2 separate regions of the Mus musculus genome follow, and region 2 is linked to region 1. The links are chromatin contacts, called in public Hi-C maps. All regions are on one chromosome and are shown on one strand. Each heading gives the region's core, a stretch centred on a gene start, on an enhancer-like site or on the middle of the called end of the contact. The rest is flanking DNA. Distances are from core to core; before and after follow the strand shown.

Region 1 (6,044 bases), core at 1,163-3,662:
CATGACAAGCCTAGCTATTAATGAGTATCATACATTTCAGCACTGTTACGACTTCATACATCTCATCACAAAGCTGTTTATTATGTCCAAGTAAATTACCTTGATTTAATCCTTCCATTTTGTATTAAAAATCCTGACGGGACTTGCAGGGTGACTCAGTGGTTCAAACTGCTTGCTATGCAAGATTGAACACCTGAGTTTGGTTCCCCTGATCCTCCTGAGGGTTGTTGTCAGACCACCGTGCCTGTGCCAGGACCCACACAACACACGTACACTCATGCACATGCACACATACACACACACACACACACTACACACACTACACACATGCACACATACACTCACACACACGCTCACACATATATACACACACTCGAATATACTACTCACACACACGCACATGCACACATAACACACACACTCATGCATACACATATATACATACACTAACATACACTCACATACACGCTCACACTCATACATATATACACACACTCACATACACTACACGTACATGCACACATAACACACACACACTCATACACACATATATACATACACTCACATACACACATATACTACACACACATACACACACAGAAATAATAATAATCTCAACACCACACTGATCCTCATAAGTAAATACCTATAATTTGTCATTATAAAAATTAAAGACTATATCTGTAAACAATAGCCCTAGGCATTTTTAGTCCAATTTTTAAAAAAAAAAATCTTCCTTCCCTGGTGACTATTAAAATTTTTGTCTGATTTTATGATAAGCAGTGGAGTAGGAAGCATAGTTATGAAATGGGAACCAGTCTGTGAAATTTACATCTGTGCTGGGGTACGCACATTACGTAATCCCCGATGTACAGCGTGGGCAGTTCTTCTGAATAGGAGACTTACGCACAGTACGTTAGCAAGATGCAGGTTTGGTCAACAACGATGTGGAGGCTTTCTTGCCCTCATGGAATTTTAAATTGGGCCTGAGAGTTTGTTTAAGCATCCCTTTCTGTAAAAATGCCCCACAGAAAAGAAAACATTTTATAATTTCCGTGTGAACCTAGGCTAATGTCTTCCAGCTCCAGGGTGATGGCCCCGCTCACAGCTCTTGGTCTTGTGCAGTTTTGATGTTCAGCATCAGCACACATACAGAGAGCTGTCAGTCATGCCAAGTTTTTCTCTTCCTACCTTCAACCCATTTGTAAACGTTTAACAAAGGGAGCTTAACTTCCATTATTACCACCAGGGAGCTGAAGTTGTCTCAAGAGATCCATTTGGCATCTCTGACAAATTGCATCTGCTAACTGCATTATGGCAGCAGAAGTCTGTGTCATAAAAATGGTTCTCAGTAATGGAAAAGATGGGTCAGAGTTGAACAGCTGTTCCCAGAACTGGACCGCAGTCATCTCTGCTGTTCCCCAGTAGCTCATAGGACAGGTCTCGTCTGTGAGTGAGTGTGCACCTTTCTCATCTGATCCACAGCCTGTTCTGTTTTAAAGTTTAAAAGTGACATCAAGAACACTCAAGTGGAGTGAGGTCTGTCTAGTTGGGCCTCTTATGGGTCAGGCGAAAACAATTGGGTCCTTAAAAACGCCCCTATCTTTCTTCAGAACATGACGGTGCCTTTCTTCTTTCGTGTGGGTGAGTCATCTTAACAGCAGTCAAAACAAGCTTGCAGCTGAGTTTTCCTTGGCTCCTTGTTGGTGGCCAGATCCTGTGTAGGGCCTGCAGGAGCCTTAAATTGTCTGCACAGAGGGCTGTCAGCAAGCTGAGCACTGAGGACCTGGGAAAACGGAGGCACATGGTGGAAGGAGGGAGACAGGAAGTTTAGGTGGAGGAGGGGAAATAGGGAAGAACTGAGCGCTGCTGTGTGGGTGCGTGGGGCACCATGATGCTGAGTGTGACCCAGCTCTGTGACCCTGAGTGAGCGCCGCTCCCCAGCCTCCTTTGCTGTACTTTTCCCATCTTTGAAGCGAGGATTAGCATTGGTGTCCTGCTAGGGTGGATTGGTCTGTTAGAACAAAATCTAGAATAAAAACAAGGCCTCTTCCTCTTCTTCTTCCTCCTCTTCCTCCTCCTCAAGAGTTAAGACTTGCACTTTCAATACAGTAGCCACTGGCCACAGAACTGTCCCTGAGCTGTAGTAATACAACTACATGTGGAGTCCCAAAAGCCAGAACAAAATGTGTATTCTGTACTATATTTTGTACTATATACACGTTAAAGTAACCATATTAGCTATAGTGGATTAAAATACTACTAAATTAATTTCAGTTTCCTTTTAATTTTTAATGTGGAAACAGGAAGTTTTGTAATGATGGTGTGGGCGACATGATATTTCTGTCGGGCAGTGTGCTGAATTGTATACTTCCCTTATAAGGCAAGGCCAGAGCAAAAAGAGCCAAGTGCTAGGTTTTACTGGGAAAAGGGAAACCGTGAGGCTGGCAATGCTGCTGAAGGAAGGCTTTCCTGGTCCATCCCTCAGTTCCGGCTCCAGGCACAGGCTGCTGCTGTGCATTATAAACTGGTTTTATTAATTACGCCTATAAATAACTTAAGAGCAATACAATTATATGTAGTTGTTAAAAATAGACTTTTTAATGGAAACATGTGAAAAAATCCATACCTTTTGTAGCTATTTTGTTTCTGCTTTCTTAATATTGTAAGCATCTCTTAGAACCCATTCCAAATCCAGACACGATAGATGTCTGATGAATCCCTACATTCTTAATTATTTTTATGCTCCATACTTTATGTATTTTAGAAACTGCCAACAAGGAGACACTGTGTTTTCCATGGGGAAGGAGGCTTCCTCCGAGTTGCATGCAGATGCCTCCAGACCTTCTTGTCATTGCCGGGTGCCCTTGTCCCCATGCTGGGGTGGGAGGCTGATGGTGAACTCCAGCTGGGACAGAATGGTTTTGGGGCAAATGGGTTCTGGCTTTGACCTGGCTTGACTTGGCTGTCCTCTCTTTCTCTTGCAGTGAAGTACGAGGAGCTATACTGCTTTTCCTTCAACCCCAAGCTGGATAAGGAAGAACGGGAGCAGGGCTGGTTGCTGGTTGACCTTAGTGAAGAATACAAGCGAATGGGCCTCCCTGATAATTATTGGCAGCTCAGCGATGTGAATAGAGACTACAGAGTGAGTGGCGCCATTTTAGTGGAGTACAAACACTTAACTTCTCATGAGGTTACCAAGTCAGTTAGCATGGGATAGCCTTTATCTCTTCTAGATTTTGTAGCTCTTTGTAGATGGAGTCTGACTTGTCCCCATTTCTTTCACTGTGCTGGTCCCTGCCCCCTCCAGGACTGGGGACTGAGCCCAGGCTCTTATGCCACATGAGTAATCTGTCACTGTAGCTATGTCCCCAGCCCATTCTGCCCTTCTCTTCCAACTGCACCTAGAATGAATCCCTCAAGACCGTCCCTCCATACTCCTCCTCTTAAGGGGTGAGCATTTGTGAACTCCGAACCGCCCAGTGCAGACTTTGTGGCCAACAGTTGATGAGAGAGCTGGCTGGGACCTCATTCTCCCATCACATCTTTTTATAGCACAGGGGACGATTAGTGTGGAAATCCGAGGGACCCTGATGGCAGTTTGGCACCAGCCTCTTGATATGCTCACTGTATTCTCAATTGGTACATAAGGTCACCAAGAGGCTCCCTAGAGGGATGTGAAAAAAAAAATGTGCCTGTCCTCCCAGGAAGGAGTGCCAAGTGAGCCTCTTGTTCTCTCCAGTGAGGAGTTCACAAGTCACAATTAATTCCTCGTGCTCCAGGGACTTAGCCAGAACAGGGAGATGGAGACTGGGGGTGGCGGGGAGAGATGGTAATTCTTCCAGTTTAACCCTGGAGTGTGTTTGTGGGTGTGTATGCTGAGGCTCAAGCCCGGGGTTCTGTGCCTGTCATGCCAATGGCAGACCACTGAGATGTGCTCCAAGCCCACTCTTCTGTCTTATCTTCCTTCCTTCCTTCACAGTTACATACTTTGACAGCCTCTCTTCTTATTTAAACAGTGCCCATGTTTAGTGGCCATTCGTAGTGACATTGAGTCTCCTCTTCACATTCCTGTTTCTTTGTTTCACAAGATTGTCTCGGTGTATATTTATAGATACTGTTATTGCTCATGTAGCTATTATGAATACATCCCAGCATGTTTTCTGACCTTCAGAACTTTTGATTTATGATTTGTTTTGGTTTTTTTTTTTTTGAGATAGTCTCAGGTAGTTCTGGCTGAACTCAAACTCAGAGTTTAAGGATGGCTTTCAACTCCTGGTCCTCCTGCCCCTTCATGTAAAGTGCTAGGGCATAGCGCGTGCTTCCATACCTGACTTAGGGGCGCTGGACATTGAACCCAGAACTTCTTACATGCCAGGGGAACACTCTGCCCTCCGAGCTACATCCCAGTTCTAATCATTTATTTTAATCATGATTTCTGCTTTTATATGTTGCTAATCGTCTAAATTTGACACTGTGTAAGAGCTACAGCTAACATCTTTACTAATTATGATTGTTATAGTTTGATACTAAACCTTGCCCCAAAGTCAGGTGGGTTTTCACTATTATCCAGAGTATCTCAGAGATACAGGTTATTTGAGATACAGTTGGTTCCTTATGATAATAAAACTTCCTTGTTATTATGCATAAACTCAATTACAATACCTAACATAATCTTCATGAAGTGCTGGGTTAGTATCATTAGCCTGATTGCCCTCTTGCTAAAGTCAACTTTTGCACCAAGTGTTTTAGCCGAAAGATGAGAGAGTGAAGGGGAATCTGACTTTTATAAAGGAAGTCGGATGTCTTTGTTTCTCAACTATTCAGCTGTCCTTGAACAAGGAAGGAGAGAGAGAGAGTGAAGCACAGCCACTGAATGGTACTTTCTCCATGCTGCTGCTTTGATGACTTTCCCCTTAGAATTAACCACCAATGTGACTCATTTGCGCATAGTAACCGGAGCCCTGCATCACCCAGACTGAAAGCTGTGTGTCACTTGCCATTTCTTTTCCAGAGAAACTCCCAGCCCAGTAAGCCTGGCCCTTTCCAGACTGCTGTGACAGAAGAGGTGAAAACCTCGGGGATTTTCTGACTTGAGAAATGTCAGAGGAATATCTTTAATTTACTGCCAGCTTAGAAATAGGACAACCCTTATCTTACATAGTAAGTTCTGACTCATCACCCACTGAGGACATTTCATCTCAGCCCGCTTCCTGTGAACCTTGAGTTTAAGACTGAGACAAATAGGTATTTTCTTCTCTTGCTTTATGAGTTATTTTACACTTTGCACAAGTCCTTTCAAGTGGGTGGAGTGGGAAGAACTTGCGAGTCAACACAGAAGATGTCAGCTGAGTGTGAGCGGCCTGCAGCCGGTTTGCCGTGGTCATCTCTGTTGTCCATGAAGCACCTTTGACACTCACTTGATGGCTGCCTAAGTCTGTAAGCCCAGACTTCATTTTATATACAACCCTGAAGTTACCTCTCTTTAGATCAAGTGATTGGTGTCTGTTACAGGGTAAACTTTAGTCAGGCTAGGGATGTACCTCTGTGGTAGAGACCTGCCAGCATGCAGAGGCCCAGGTTCAGTCCCTGGACATTGGGGGGAAAGTTGCTCAATCTTCCTTGTAATGTAAGTTAAAATATGATCTAAGCCTCATATTTAATTAGACTTGTTTTAAATTTAATCATATTTTTAAATTTAACTAAATTAGAACTTCAGTTCCCTACAGCTAAATCTTAACATGTTCTATGATATTTTATTAATTACTTTGCTCATAACTTCATTTGTCATACATTTCTTGAAGCAAGTTCTAGGATCCAAATATTTAAAAGGTGTGTCTGTGTTGATGTTTCTCAGTTCCCAATAAGTTACCCCAGGTCTGACTCAGACCCTTTGGATAGCATCTTGGATGGCTACCAACTGTGTAGGTAAATACATTTACTGGAAGGTTATATACCCAGGTCAGCAGAGAGCAGTTCTGAGAATGTGGCCATCTCTGCTACTCATTTCTGCCCCAGGTCTAACAGTAAGAAAGTAAGGACTG
Region 2 (6,044 bases), core at 2,630-5,129, 780 kb before region 1:
TTAGATTAAATGTGAACACTAAATATTTAGCTTTGTAACAAAACACTACTGCTTTATCGCAAGCTGAGGTAATATTTTACATTTTTTAAATCTAAAACTTAAGAGAAAAAACAAGTAATCCTTGGTGTGGTAAAGCAACTAGAAGAAATAAAATTAATAATTTTATATGACCTCTGATTTTCTATTTTTATCTCTTATCACCTTTATTCTTTCCTGGAAGACAGAAAAAAAATCTCTTAAGACACATGCAACATTTTAAATGCACTAGGGCTTTTAAGATTAAGTGTAATTAATTTATTTGAGACATGTCATGAGACAGGCTCACTACAAAGCTACAGTGCTGAAGACCTAGGGGTACAGGTGTGTAAAACATCCCCAGTTCCTCTAGACTTAGGGGTACAGGTGTGTAAAACATCCCCAGTTCCTCTAGACTTAGGGTACAGGTGTGTAAAACATCCCCACTTCCTCTAGACTTTTTAAGAAACATACACTTATATGTGGTAAATTATTCTGTTAAGGCATTTATTTTTCAAACTGAAATATTATCTCCATATTTCTTACTTTCTACTACAAACTGTTGTACTTAATCTTTATTAAATCAAGTCATACTTCTGAGCATGTGCTATATTCATTTAGGGTGGGTAATTGGTTACAATTTTTTAAATCAGTGCTCCACCTGGGGAACATAGGAACTTTCCATAGGCGATTCAGAAGTCTATGGCTTGTCAAGAACTTCGGCTATCCCTATAAACAATTTCAATACTTACACTGACTTTCAAATACTAAACAGCTTATCCAATCCTCAGACTTGATACATCTTTGAAGAGTTTAAATCACCTTTTCTATACACATAATCATTCACAAATACATTTAAATATCATCTCTCTAAATATACCAGTATGCTTAAACCCCTATAAAGTTTCCTATAACCACACATCTTGATTTGACTTTCTGTAGCATTGGGAATTGAGTAGATTTTTAAAAAGGTTAGACACCTGTAATATTAGCAACTTGAAAGGCTGAGTAAATTCTAGTCCAACCTAGTGAGACCTTGCCTCAAAATGTAAGAGAGGGCTAGGATAGAAGTCATTAATGTGAACTTTTGTAGCATTTGCAAAGCCCTATGTTCACTGCACACTCAAAAAAAATAAAATAAAAGCTATGTGTCTGTGTTTGTGTGTGTGTGCGCGCACATATTGCGGTGAGGCAAGACATACATAATATGATATACTATTAAGAAAGTAGATTTAAGTTTTAATTTATCTGAAAAGAAAAGAATCAACGTGTATAGTAGGCTTTGAAAGTTATTTATATGAAGATGGTTTATAAGGTTATCATGCCAATTCATGTGAACTTTCTTTACAAAGCATCTAAGTTTGTTAGATCAACTAACTACAAAATACTATTTCATAAATAAAAGATACGTTTGGTGACATGTTGAAAATGCTCTCAATAGTAACTTAGGTGAATTAATCAATTAGCCATTTGATATGGTAATAGATATGTAAAATTGGGATACTCTACTTCTGATAGACTTACTTTAAGCTTCATAGAAATTCAGCAGGTTCATCATTGACCATATGTATTCAGCATTCTAAATATTCCCAGAGGAAAGGCCCAGTCCTTACAGTGGCTCTTGTCTTTAATCTGCTTTGCTTCCTTTATCTCTGACCTAACTTATTTCTCCCTCATTCCTCAGAGGCTGCCACATGGGCTTTTCTAGTGTAGCTGAACATAGTGTACACTTTAAAAAAAAATAACAATCTTGTCTCTGTCTAATGTCCTTGGTCTTTTGTTACTATTTTGTTTTATCTCCTAAAAATGCTTTCACTTTGAAAGCATTTAAAAGGATATACATTATTTTCTCAGTTTTTGGTTAGCATGAAGAAATGAGCATGAAAGTCTTAAAGTAGCTAAACTTAGTACTATAATTTAAAAAACCGAGTCGTAGCATTTCACTTGCTAAAGATGTGTTAACGTATACATAAAGCATGAAATGTATAGTTATGCAGGACAGCCTAGTGCTTTGATGTGTAATCTGCAAAGTGTAATCTTTCCACCAGAATAAGCATAACTTGAAACATGTATCACTTTATGGTGCAAAGCTTTTGTTCAGTCACAGTCTCCCTAGTCTACCTTTGCACTACAGAGCCCCTGTCTCCCTCCAGGATGCGCATCCTCCTGCGCATCCATCAGACTAATTCTACCACTTACTGTTCAGACCTCCTCTTTTCAATCATGTCTTCCCTGCCTGCATGTTAAAAATTCCAATCCCCTTCCTAGCTTCTACATTCTTCTACTCCTTGCCCGACCTCCCCCCATCCCCCAACATTTACAGCTTTTGCTTGCTATTTTACAGATGAACCTCACATGCCTGGTGTTTGCTATTTCCCATCTAGTAAGTTTCATAAGGGAAGAACTTTGTGCCTTTTTGTTGCTTCCTCAAACTCTGCATCAGAGACCTGATATATTCTGTTTTGTTTTATTTTGGAGATGAAATCTTGCTATCTTGTCTAGGCAGGTTTGAAACGCCAGAGTCAGTGACTGAAGACAGCTTTCTGCCTCAGGTTGCTGTCTAAAACAGTCCTCAGTGTCCCCCTTCAAAAAGTAAGTATTTTCCAATCTTGCTTACCTAAGTAAGATTTCTTTTTTTGTTTGTTTGTTTTTTTTTGTTTTGTTTTGTTGTTGTTGTTGTTGTTTTTTTTTTTTTTTTGAGACAGGGTTTCTCTGTATAGTCTTGGCTGTCCTGGAACTCAATTTGTAGACCAGGCTGGCCTTGAACTCAGAAATCCGCCTGTCTCTGCCTCCCAAGTGCTGAGATTAAAGGCACGCGCCACCACCGCCCGGCCCTCTAAGTGTTTCTTAATCCTGTGTTGTGTATCAACATCTAAACTTCCTCAAAAACAAACAAACAAAAAACAAACAAACAAAAGCCAACTTATTTATCATTTGCCTCCAAATTTAGGTGTTTTTTACACCAAAAAGGAAAAATACTCGGATCCCCAGCACAGGAGTCGGGGGTGAGAATTAAAATAGGATTTTAATGGTCCTGAGTGAGTTTTATAGAAGCATTTTTTTAAAAGCCTCCAAACTTCTTGAGATGCCTGTCGTCGAAGCAGAAAATGTAAATCTAGAGGCATTTTTTTCCTGTTGGATTCTAGATAACTCATCCTATTATGGAGAGCCTTGTCCAAGGTAAAAGCCAAGCAAGTATTTCACTTTTATCTGCTTTTCAAAGTAGACTATGAAGTACCAAGTACCTGTCCTAGGTTTAGGTCCGCTGGACCAACTGGCTTCTCACGAGCTAAAGGAAAACAGGAGTTGAGTAACGCGGCGACAAATACATCGATGAAGGTCCCACCCCTTCAACCTCTCCAACCCCGGACATAACAGCAAGAAACTAAAATCTAAATCCTAGGATTTAGCAGTGCCTTAAGTACCTAGAGTACCCGAGAGATGAAACTTCTGACCCTGACACTTGTCCTCTCTGGTTGTGATCCCTCGGGCAGGATGGATGGATTGAGTGACTCACTTGGAGCCAGCCTTCCCCAGAAGGCAAACTAGGTCTGACGCTATGCTCTGAAACTCTGTCCCTTTGGTGGGCTCAGGAACCGCGACGCCTAGGAGCCAACCTCTCCCGAGTCAGTCGGCGTCCGCCCTCAGAAATCCTCCAGCACCAGCGTCTTGCCCCGGCCCCCGCGCTCCAAACGAGTGAAGGCCAGAGGAAAACTGGAAGTCCCGCCCCGGGGTGCGGCTAAGGCTGGACGAAACCACTGCGTGGCGTGCTGGGGGCGCAGCCCCTCTCGGCCCTGTGCGCGGACTCCGCTCTAGGGACTCGGCCCGGCGCCTCTATCTCTGGCGTGTCCCCTGCCGTGCATGGTGTGGCCCAGGGTCGCTGATCACGCGTTGGGGTGCGGCCTGCTGCTGGTGGAGGTGGTCCCTGCTGCAGCTGCTGCTAGAGTCCCTCGGAGCGGCGCTTGCAGCTGGGAAGATGCGGGGCCAAAGTCTTCTCACCTGGGTCCTAGCCGCGGCAGTCACCTGCGCCCAGGCACAGGATGTGCCGCCGGTGGGTGAGCTCCAGCCGAGGCACAGATGGGGGTGCAGGCGCGGGCTCAGGGGGAGGTGGGCGCAGCTGTGGCGGGGCGGGTGAGGGACACCTGCTCGCGGTCTGTATCTTCCGTGAGGCGTCGGGGGAACTCTGGTTCGGTCCCGCGGAGTATGGGTGCAAATGTGGCTTGTGAACCCCGGGCTAAGTGGCTTTGCTGCTGTATGGACCGAGTACACATTTTAGGGAAGTTCTAACTTTCAAGAACAACTGTGTAGGATTCACGCATTCTCCAATCTTATATTTGAGATTACCAGCTACTGTAGGCGGAACTCTCCAGAGAAAAAGCTAACGATTGACTGGTGGCCGTAGTATTTTCTGCCTGGTTACCTAGTGCTTTTTCCTGAAGAAACCATCGCAGGAAGCTATGGGTCACATGCAGTCTTAGCCCAGATGATGGGAACCCACCCCCACCCCGCCCCCCTAAGAAGGCTGTACTGGCTGTGGCCTTCACGCCCAGGCATGGAATGTCTGTCTGTACCGTGGTGCTGCTCGACCAAGTCACAATGCCACAGACTTTATATATCCGCAAGAGACTGTGAGGAACTAACATGATTCTTGTATTTACTAGAAGAGGAAGTATAGCCCTGGAGTGAAAAATGTAGCCAGAGGTCACATCGTTGTTCCCAGAAACATTTCTAAGTTCAGCCTCTAGGTCAAAGCCCGACAGCGACATTTCATAGATCGATTCTATAAAGGCTATAGAATTGAAGACTGTTTTGTTGCCAGATTTGATAACTAGGAACCTGGATGCACCTTACCTGTGCCAGATGACAAGAATTTTGAAAAGAGGCAAGACATTGGAAATGGGAGCAGCAGGAGTTCTTTTAATTTTATTCCTAGAAGGAGAAATGCTTTTTTGAATTTGAGAGAGAGAGAGAGAGAGAGAAAATTAGCCAGCCACTAGAATAGATACTTAGTAGATAAAAGTAGAATGCACATCAGGGCAGAGGGTGGCACACGCCTTTAAATCCCAGCACTTGGGAGATAGAGGTAGGCGAATGTTCTAGGACAACAATGGACACAGAGAAACCTTGTCTGAAAAACACCACACAACACAAAGTAGAATGCAGAATGGTATACAGAGTAATTTCAGTGACCAAAACCCACATAGTATGTACAAAAGATTGAAGGAAGAGCAAAACGTTTGCTCTAGTGTAGATAAAGAATTGATTTACCAAACTTGGTTGGGATTGTAAGAATTGTTGAAGAATTAAGTATTTTGATAGCTTGTGCCTTTTTGCCCAAAGATTACCAAAGGACACATAATGGTTGAGCAAACTAGGTCTAGTGTTTGATGTGAGGGACTGATATAGACCTTTTCAACCGTGGGTTAAGTAACAACAAATTCTAAACAAAATACTTGGAGAATTTGAGTGTAACCCAGGATTTGTTGTAGAGAGTAGAAGCAGAGCATCCTTTGATTTAGCAAGAGATGCTGTTCTGAGTTACACAGTGTGTAACTCTTTATCAGTGTGTAGACACAATCATGATACAAGCTTGCTTTGTCTCACTTTGTCTCTGCGGTACTTAATTCCTCTTTGTGTCCAAGAGCAGAACACAAGTCCATGGGGTCCTATAGGCCTGTAAGGTGTTAATGTGCAGCTATGAACTCAGAGCAGTTTCATGTCCTTAGAGCTGTTATTTTTGTGTTTGTTTGCTTTTATTCTTTCTTAATACTTTGTTTTTAAATGAAGATATCTTGTTGTTTGTTTCTTTATCTGGTTTTGGTTTTTTTTTGGGAGGGTTGTTTGTTTGGTTTTGGTTTTTGTTTTTGTTTTTTTTCCCCCAGTGCTAGAGTGCTCACCCAGGACCTTACACATACTGGGCAAAAGGTCTTTTTTTTTTTTTTTTCTTTTCTGATTTTTTTTCAAGACAGGGTTTCTCTGTGTAGCCCTGGCTGTCCTAGAACTCACTCTGTAGACTAGGCTGGCCTCAA

What was found. A called contact is a pair of places that touch in the nucleus more often than the background predicts.
Region 2: a contact with region 1 is called in a Hi-C map of adipose-derived mesenchymal stem cells, with 3 times the contacts expected there. The contact joins the promoter of Asah1 here to the enhancer-like site in region 1. A contact is called at or near these places in 1 of 484 Hi-C or Micro-C datasets (adipose-derived mesenchymal stem cells) and 2 of 115 datasets of contacts at active chromatin or transcription factors (both in embryonic stem cells).

The regions. Positions count from the first base shown.
Region 1 is chr8:40,594,384-40,600,427 of GRCm38.p6, reverse strand. It overlaps Mtmr7 (myotubularin related protein 7), which reads left to right. Exons shown (of 14, transcript NM_001040699.1): 4 at 2,988-3,145. Among named protein-coding and RNA genes, the nearest start is that of Mtmr7, 37 kb to the left of the region's middle. Within about 2 kb of position 2,412, at least 82 of the 459 cell types and tissues checked have an H3K27ac peak or open chromatin away from gene starts, as enhancers often do. A contact at or near this core is called in adipose-derived mesenchymal stem cells, where this site is marked.
Region 2 is chr8:41,372,532-41,378,575 of GRCm38.p6, reverse strand. Asah1 (N-acylsphingosine amidohydrolase 1) reads left to right here and starts at 3,879. Exons shown (of 14, transcript NM_019734.3): 1 at 3,879-4,066. The coding sequence starts at 3,992.